3 separate regions of the Mus musculus genome follow, and regions 2 and 3 are each linked to region 1. The links are chromatin contacts, called in public Hi-C and HiChIP or PLAC-seq maps. All regions are on one chromosome and are shown on one strand. The core of a region is the stretch at or near the end of the contact, and the rest is flanking DNA. Distances in the headings are between cores, read along the strand shown. Region 1 holds the start of Aqp8 (aquaporin 8). Region 2 has its middle 51 kb from the start of Gm39084. Region 3 overlaps Tnrc6a (trinucleotide repeat containing 6a).

Region 1 (2,641 bases), core at 62-2,561:
AAAGTGCTTTTTCTTCTGCGGCATGCTGTAAAGATTGGACCCTCCTCATGGAGTGTTCTCCAGGTGAACCTGAGGCAATGTATGCAAGGCTCTTAGCCAGCTGCTGGCACTGTAACATCCGAGTGTGCATTCTAAGGTTGGTGGACGTTAATACATATGAACTCTTGCCCGTGGGTGTCTATATGGGTATTACAGGTCTGTGGGGAAGGGGAACTGGTATAGCTCATGGGGTGTCCCCCCCCCCCCGCTGTAAGTTTTATAGCTTTGAAGGGAAAGGTTTCCTGGCAGTTGGGAGCCAAGGGATACCACAAAGCCATTCTGCATGACAAATTTCATACAAGAGATTTATTAGAAGGGAAAAACCCAGGAGGGTGGCTACCTCTGCTCAGACAAGAAGCGGCAGAGAACTGAGCAGAAGACAGGCTTTATTTTGGGCTTAGGGGTAGGGGAACAGAACTTTCCAGGGTAGAACTTTCCAGGGTGGGGATTAGTGGGACTTCAAATCCTGATCTTGGGCTTTTTACTCTGTAGGGCGGAGCTGGGCCACCTGAGTGGTGATTATAGCAGTTGGAGATCCTCAGGGGCAGGGCCTGGCCACTCGCACGCCATGAGGGGCTTACACATATATTCTGAGTTCATGGACTCTGGCATTTTTGTACTGTATCTGGAGCTACCTTGAGTCCTTTTCATTTCTTCACTCATTGAAGCCCTGTAAGGATGCCATGCCATTAGCTCAGTCGCTGTCATTTGCCGATGAAACAGTGAAAGTGACTCGAGCTCAGTGGCACTCAATTGCGTGGTTAGCTCTTGGCTTGTACAAGCTGAGCTGGGGTGTCAGTGCAGGCAGTGTGAGCAGAGGGGTGCATCTCACTGGTGGTTCCCTGGCTTTGGGTAGGTAAGCCCGTAGGTCCTACTCCTACTCATCCCCAGGTTTCCAAAGTCCACCAGCTTTACCATACACAACAGTGCCATATTGTCCCTACTGCCTTAGGCAGCCAGCAGCCATCATCAGCTCACACACTCGCTGGGTCAGGTGATCAGGGTATTTGTGGAAAAGGTCCTGGGTGGGAAAGAGACCCACGAGGATGGTGGAATGTCAATGGTAGCGGAGCTGGCTGTTACTGAGTGTGCAGTGTCTCCTGCTGGGACCTTCCTCAGGCCTGAGCACTCATGCACATGATACAAGCTAACCACGCCTTTCCTGTTGCTGGCACTAAGCCCAGCAATCATTGATCCCACGTGGCCCTTGCCCTGTTGAGATTAGAAAAAAAAAGTTGACTCTTCTGGGCCACCTCCCATTCGGGCTTTATTGCTTTCTGGACACCTTTGGTGAATGTCCCCAGTCCTTTAAAAGCGCAGAGTCCGCTAGACTCTACCTCCAGTCTGTGACCTAGAGATAAGTGAGTACAATCTAGGGCAGCCGGCGAAGCTCCTGGTAGCTCTGGCTCGGATCTTCTTGAGCAGATGTCTGGGGAGGTGAGTCTGTTGCCTGGGCAAGGGCACTAAGGATTTGGTCAAGGCTGGGGGTGGGGGCTTTTGTCTTGGGGCCTCTGCCACCCATGTTTCCTGTCTTTTTTTCCCCCTACGGCAGACACCAATGTGTAGTATGGACCTACCTGAGGTCAAGGTGAAGACCAGCATGGCTGGCAGATGCCGTGTGTTCTGGTATGAGCAATACGTACAACCATGTATAGTGGAACTTGTGGGCTCCGCTCTCTTCATCTTCATCGGATGTCTATCGGTCATTGAGAATAGTCCGAATACTGGGCTCCTGCAGCCTGCCTTGGCTCATGGGCTGGCCTTGGGGCTCATCATTGCTACCTTGGGGAACATCAGGTGAGACCAGACCTCATCATTAGCTTAGTGCCAATCTGGGGAATTCTTGGGCACCCACTTATGGTCTTACAAACGTGGGGGTGGGTCATCTAGCTCTGCAGTCTGTGAAGACTATTAAATAGGAGTCATACTGTTACTACATGTTAAAGTTAGCTTCGAGCCAACATATACCCATTGCTAGCTATTGCCTCTGCTCTATACTGAGCATGATTCAGATATTTGATTCTAGTGACAAACTTAAGAAATAGGTTCTGTTATTTCCCGTTTTATATTTGCAAAAGAGAAAAGTCCACATCACTGAGATGAGGTATTTGCTACCAGGTGGTGGAGCCAGGAGTCAAATTCAAGCTGTCTGGCTTAGTGTCCAAAGCCGAGGGATTGTCTTGGGGAGATGGGATCGTGGGGTGCTCAGTATTCACTACTGTTGCTGCTACTCTTTGGGAGTGAATTGGAAAAAGCAAAGCGCCGGGTTTTTGTCCACTGCGATGCACAGAAAGTGCAGGGGCTTCAACCTGACAAGAGTGTTTTGTTTTGTTTTGTTTTTTAGAGGCAGAAAAATGACCATCCCTTGGTTTTTTATCTGGGTAGGAGCCCAGTAGAATGGGTTGATGGGAGGTGGGCTGTTTCCCAGAAGAGCCAGCTGTAATGGTAGACATTCCGATTGGGTCATCTGACAGGGGGACTGGGATAGGGCTGTTCTCTATCTCACTCGAAATCAGATCTGAGTGAGGACATTGAGTTACTGCCCTCTGGGAAGAAACAATGGACAGTTTATTATCTCTTTAAATGGGTGGGTGGGGGTGCA
Region 2 (2,641 bases), core at 70-2,569, 420 kb before region 1:
AAGAAGCGTATTGAGAGGCTTCTGAGGGAGGACAGTCAATTTAGTTTACATATCTTGACAGTGTTGCAAAGCAACACAACCCGCTGAAGGAACAAGGATGTGCTTGTTGGTGTCTGAAGAATGGCAAGGATGGACATCCCAAGACTCACTCAGGAGTCAGAGCTCAGATGTAGGAGGACCGGCAACGTGCTTTACACGTTTCCCAGTGCACACAGGGAAAATGGGGTCCTCTTACTAAAAAGTATTAAGACTTTCCAGACGAGGGCCAGAGAGCATTGAACCAAGCATGGGGCCTTCATTAACACAAAGCCCTCTGCAAACCCAAAGGTCATGTGGTTTTAGCCGAGTTCACTTTGGGGCAGAGTTGGTTAAGACAACTGAACAGTTCAACTCCAATCCACATGTTGGCCATGTGCTGAAACATCTTCATTTGTTAAAGCATAGGGGCACAGACATGCAAGCACTTTTCAAATCTCTGCATGGTGGGTTGGGGAGATGCCTGGGAGGGCAAGAGCACTTACTCTGCAAGCATGAGGGCATGACTTTGAATCCCAGCACCCATGTTAAAAAGCCAGCTACGGGGCTGGTGAGATGGCTCAGTGGGTAAGAGCACCCGACTGTTCTTCCGAAGGTCCAGAGTTCAAATCCCAGCAACCACATGGTGGCTCACAGCCATCTGTAACAAGATCTGACTCCCTCTTCTGGAGTGTCTGAAGACAGCTACAGTGTACTTACATATAATAAATAGGTAAATCTTAAAAAAAAAAAAAAAAAAAAAAAAAAAGCCAGCTACGGCTGAATGTGTCTGTAACTTCAGAACTGAGAGGCAGAGTCGGGGGGGGGGGGGGGGAGCCCGAGAACTTGTTGGCAAGCCACTGTGGCCTAATGGCAATCTGGCTCAGTGAGATTCTGTTTCAAGGCAATACCACCCAGAGCAATAGAACACACAGACCTTCCAACACCCTGCTTTGGCCTCCAAATGCAGACACAAGGGCATGCACACTCAAATGCTCGCACCATACATATACAACACACAGCATCTCTGGATGGCTGAATTTGCTGGCATCTCACTGGGCCTCAGCAGGCCACATGACCGGTAGCTCAGGGAGTGGATAGGTGTTAAAAACAAAGGGCAGAAATACACGGATCCCCCGATCTCACTCCACTACTCAGAAACAGACACGTCTGAGTGCTGAGCTGCCTGGTGCTTTGCTTGCTAGAGATGGTTTCGGTTAACAGTCCGCAGCCTGATTTGAAGCAGGCATTGACGATGGTGAAGATTGTTAGCACTGCCTCCTCCCCAGAGGGTGTTCCTTTTCCAAGTATCCTGTGAAGCACCCGGTGGTGTGACTCATGCTTTTTCAACACCAACGCACATTAGCTGTCCAGTGGGGACAATACTCATAAGAATAATCGAAAGGAAAGAGGTGTTACAATTTCTGTATAGCATTAACAATGCCAAAGAAATCACAGGCCTGGCCCTTGTCTTTGTCAGAGGTGGGAAGAAATGTTATCTCTGATTTCAAGTGGTGTGTCAACACGCTGTGGTCAGCGGCTTGGAGGGACAGACTGGCATAATAGGACATTCAGTACTGAGGATAAGACACCAGGAAATTGAACTCATTGCAGGAGGAGGCTTTGGCAGCCGGGTGAACACTTTCCAAACACTCAGCTTCTTTGTTCTTTGGTAAAGAAAAGACACATTATTTAATGTATTAGGGCATGTACTTAAGAGCTGTACAAAATACCAGGAAATGTGAAGAAGGTCTTTCCAGTGATGAACCCAAACAAAATTAACTAGAAACTTATTTGCAGCTAGCCACCTGCCTAGTTAAAACATCTAACCTTTCAGCTTTGGAGTGAGGTGTGTCCTTAGCTGCTAATGAAAAGCTAAGTCTTCCATGGAACCTCACCATTATTTCTTGGTCAGTGTGGAACCAACTGTTGGGGTCATCAAACATTTGCTGCCTTATTTAAAAGCAAATAGTTGTTAATACATTCTAATTTAATAGAAAAAAATGGGATCTGTCATTAGCCCAGACATAGGCACAGAGATAAAGACAAAGGTAGGTAGAAACAGATGTACACATACACACACAACACACACACACATATGCATTCACATGCATTCAGGTGCACATGTGGGGGGATGTGCACGCACATGTGTGTGCATGTGTACAGAGGCCAGAGGCTAGCATCTGGTGTCTTCCTCGTTCACTTCCTTATTCACCACCTTACATACTGAGACAAAGTCTCTCAATCCCAAAGCTCACTGATTGGCTAGTCTAGCTAGCTGGCTTGCTCTGAGGAACCTCTGTCTCTGCCTGCCAGATGGTAGGACTATGCAAAGGTTACCATATGCACCTGACATTACATAGGTGTTGTAGAGCCACATCCCACCCCTCATACATGCTCAGCAAGCACTTTACCCAATGAACCACCTCCCAAGGCCTAAATAAAAAAATTTTAAAGATTTTAAAATGTATTTTATTTTTATGTGCACGTGTGTGCACCACATGTATGCAGGTACCTGCGGAAACCATATGAGGCCATCAGTTACAAGCAGTGGGCAAGCTGCCTGAAATGGACTAGGTATCAAGGCAAAAAGTACAGTGATCATTCTTAGCCACTGGCTATCTCC
Region 3 (2,641 bases), core at 61-2,560, 270 kb before region 1:
ATGCCAGCTCTCCACTCGATAGTGGCCCTCAGTTTACTTTCCAGCACCAGTGTTGGACAACTCACGGCCCCAGGAAATGACTCTCTCTGCCTTCCTTGTATGAATCTCGCACTCGCACACAGAGAACAATTAGCAGAGATAGAGATCTGGCACTTGAGCAAAGGGTCTGTCTTCATCAGAATGAAGTTATAAGCAGAGAGGCACAGAGAAAAGAAGCAACAGGAATCCCCGAATCACTGGTTCTTTCCACCCCGTCTTCATGTGGTGTGTCAGAATCCTTGCTGTCTGTCTGTCTGTCAGGGAGCAGAGTACTGCTTTTTCTCTTGCATCTTCATAGAGTGTACTGGGCAGGTTGGCGTCCATTTCCCTGATGGGAAGCTTTGCTGTAGAAGAGGCTGATGTTGTAGCTGGCTCACATTTATTTCACCATCACATTGTTCTTTTTAGGTGCTATTTCAAGTGGTTTTAGGCTGGAAGAGTCTCCATTTGTTCCCTATGACTTTATGAATAGCAGTACTTCACCAGCCAGTCCTCCAGGTTCAATAGGAGATGGCTGGCCACGTGCCAAATCGCCTAACGGCTCTAGCAGTGTTAACTGGCCACCAGGTAAGATGCTTACAGCCTCTCCATGTCTGGTCTCAGCCATAGCTTAACAGGGTTCTGTGATCAGAAGCGCTGATGTGATGCAGTGGAGAGGCGAGCTTGAACTTGGGGCATTGGCTGCATGCTCCAGTTTTCTGTTCCACACAGTGATGGTGGATGAACTCACCACTGGTGTGAAGAGTCTCTTGGAGAGACTGTGTCAGAGGAGAGACTGTGTCTGTCAGAGGAGAGACTGTGTCTGTCAGAGGAGAGACTGTGTCTGTCAGAGGAGAGACTGTGTCTGTCAGAGGAGAGACTGTGTCAGAGGAGAGACTGTGTCAGAGGAGAGACTGTGTCAGAGGAGAGACTGTGTCAGAGGAGAGACTGTGTCAAGGACTCATTTGACACTGAGGGTCACCAGAGCTGCATCTCTGGCCTGCTTGAGTTGCTGCAGTGCTGAAAAGATGTAAACTCAGAGCAATTATTTCAGTTGTGTAAATAAGCAAGTTAGTAATGGATTAGGAGTGTGTAATACTTACTATGTTGTTACCAGCCTGGCCTTTTAGGGTGTTGTCACACAGAGTTTAGAGATGAATGTGTGGCTATTTAATTTGGATTTTAAAGCTGTGCACTGATTTTGAATTTGTATTTGCAGAATTTCGCCCTGGTGAACCATGGAAAGGTTATCCAAACATTGACCCTGAAACTGACCCTTACGTCACTCCTGGCAGTGTCATAAACAGTCTTTCAATTAATACTGTGCGGGAAGTTGACCACCTCAGGGACAGGAACAGTGGTACGTGGGGCATGGGCTGGTGTGAGAATGCTGTGCAGCAGTGTGGGATGATAACAGGTCAGGATGGCCTGGCCCTGACCCTCACCTGGGCAGGTGACCTTCACCTCACAGGTGAAGGGGCACAGGACAGCCCCTTCAATCCATTCTGCACTCCATTTAGATGCACTGACCCTTCCATTAGAAACTTGTGGTCGTAGCTCTTTTTTTAATATAAAATCTAATGTTTTGACTTTCAGAACATTCTTTCCATAAAGAACCAGTTTCTATAAACAACTAACTTTTCTATAGCTCCTTTTCAGCCTGGCCTGTGCCTTACTATCTTCTGCTGAATTGGCTTTCATGGCCTCTACGTAGCTCTTTGGTAGATTCTGCCATTTCAGAATGACACGATTCTTCACTTAGCATTATGATATGACAAACACTTGCTACCTTAATAAGCTGTGTATCAGTAAAGACTGTTAGCCCTTTTACATTCTTTGTAAATTACTAAAAGGGATAGAAAGGAGAATATATTTTACACACACATACAAAAAAATCAATTATTTTAGTGTTTCAGTAACTTTTTATTAATCTTTCTTCTAGGACAAAACAATGGAAAAAATATTCACATATGCCTATGGTAAAAAACAGCCCCATGGTAGTCATAGGGTTATTTCACCTGACAACCCTTTAGAAAGTACATACGTTTCACAGTGAGAACCTTGAAATCCCAGGCAGGCAGGCAGGCAGGCTGTTTGTCCTGGGGAAGCCGGTCAACATTCCAAGTGTAAATGAAGTATACAACTGGCAGTGGCTAACATTTTAAAAAGAAAGCTATGACCACAAGTTTCTAGTGGAAGGGTCAATGCATCTAAATGGAGTGCAGAATGGACAGTAGGGACTGTCCTGGTGCCCAGGTGAGGGTCAGGGCTAGGCCAAGACTAAAGAGAATATGTTAACTACAGAGCCCAAATATGGAGAAGGCTGAAGGCTCTTGGGTACTGCCTGTGACGGGCTGCCTTGATGACCTGTCTTGCCAGTACATAGTCATTGCTGTTCAGAGTGAAGAGCTAGAGCAAAAGCAGCCTCTTTAGTGCTGCAAGGAGAGCCTGGCTCATCTAGCCACTGCACACTCTAGGGGATCAAGAAGGAAATGCCTATTCTGAGCCAGGGCAGAACCAGTCAGCAGAAAGGAAGCTGCTATCTTGGGCCCTATCTTTAATTCAGATGCTTTCAACTCCTATCTTGAGGATGCTGTGGCCCTGCAGCTTCCTAAACCCCATG

Evidence for each region. Hi-C and Micro-C count contacts between places; a contact is called where the count stands out from the background. HiChIP or PLAC-seq counts read pairs in DNA pulled down with a chosen protein or histone mark.
Region 2: a contact with region 1 is called in an H3K27ac HiChIP or PLAC-seq map of trophoblast stem cells, with 4 times the contacts expected there. The contact joins the enhancer-like site here to the promoter of Aqp8 in region 1. A contact is called at or near these places in 7 of 39 promoter capture datasets (the C10 cell line, the HPC-7 cell line, HPC-7-derived erythroid cells and 3 more), 4 of 15 datasets of contacts at CTCF or cohesin (embryonic stem cells, large pre-B cells and pro-B cells), 40 of 484 Hi-C or Micro-C datasets (the 63-12 cell line, B cells, DN3 thymocytes and 13 more), 6 of 115 datasets of contacts at active chromatin or transcription factors (embryonic stem cells, pancreatic cancer cells, stem cell-derived neural progenitor cells and 1 more) and 5 of 9 other capture datasets (adipose tissue, embryonic stem cells, liver and 2 more).
Region 3: a contact with region 1 is called in a Hi-C map of liver, with 2.3 times the contacts expected there. The contact joins the enhancer-like site here to the promoter of Aqp8 in region 1. A contact is called at or near these places in 9 of 39 promoter capture datasets (the C10 cell line, the HPC-7 cell line, HPC-7-derived erythroid cells and 6 more), 2 of 15 datasets of contacts at CTCF or cohesin (the NIH/3T3 cell line and embryonic stem cells), 15 of 484 Hi-C or Micro-C datasets (the P5424 cell line, bone marrow-derived macrophages, cortical neurons and 7 more), 4 of 115 datasets of contacts at active chromatin or transcription factors (embryonic stem cells, extraembryonic endoderm stem cells, fetal liver and 1 more) and 4 of 9 other capture datasets (adipose tissue, embryonic stem cells, liver and 1 more).

The regions. Positions count from the first base shown.
Region 1 is chr7:123,460,983-123,463,623 of GRCm38.p6, forward strand. Aqp8 (aquaporin 8) reads left to right here and starts at 1,312. Exons shown (of 6, transcript NM_001109045.1): 1 at 1,312-1,476; 2 at 1,592-1,836. The coding sequence starts at 1,465.
Region 2 is chr7:123,045,477-123,048,117 of GRCm38.p6, forward strand. It overlaps a transcript of Tnrc6a not described here. Among named protein-coding and RNA genes, the nearest start is that of Gm39084, 51 kb to the right of the region's middle. Within about 2 kb of position 1,320, at least 76 of the 459 cell types and tissues checked have an H3K27ac peak or open chromatin away from gene starts, as enhancers often do. A contact at or near this core is called in the HL-1 cell line, pancreatic cancer cells, pancreatic islet and 2 more, where this site is marked.
Region 3 is chr7:123,186,116-123,188,756 of GRCm38.p6, forward strand. It overlaps Tnrc6a (trinucleotide repeat containing 6a), which reads left to right. Exons shown (of 24, transcript NM_144925.3): 18 at 448-606; 19 at 1,238-1,378. Among named protein-coding and RNA genes, the nearest start is that of Slc5a11, 27 kb to the right of the region's middle. Within about 2 kb of position 1,311, at least 14 of the 459 cell types and tissues checked have an H3K27ac peak or open chromatin away from gene starts, as enhancers often do. A contact at or near this core is called in liver, where this site is marked.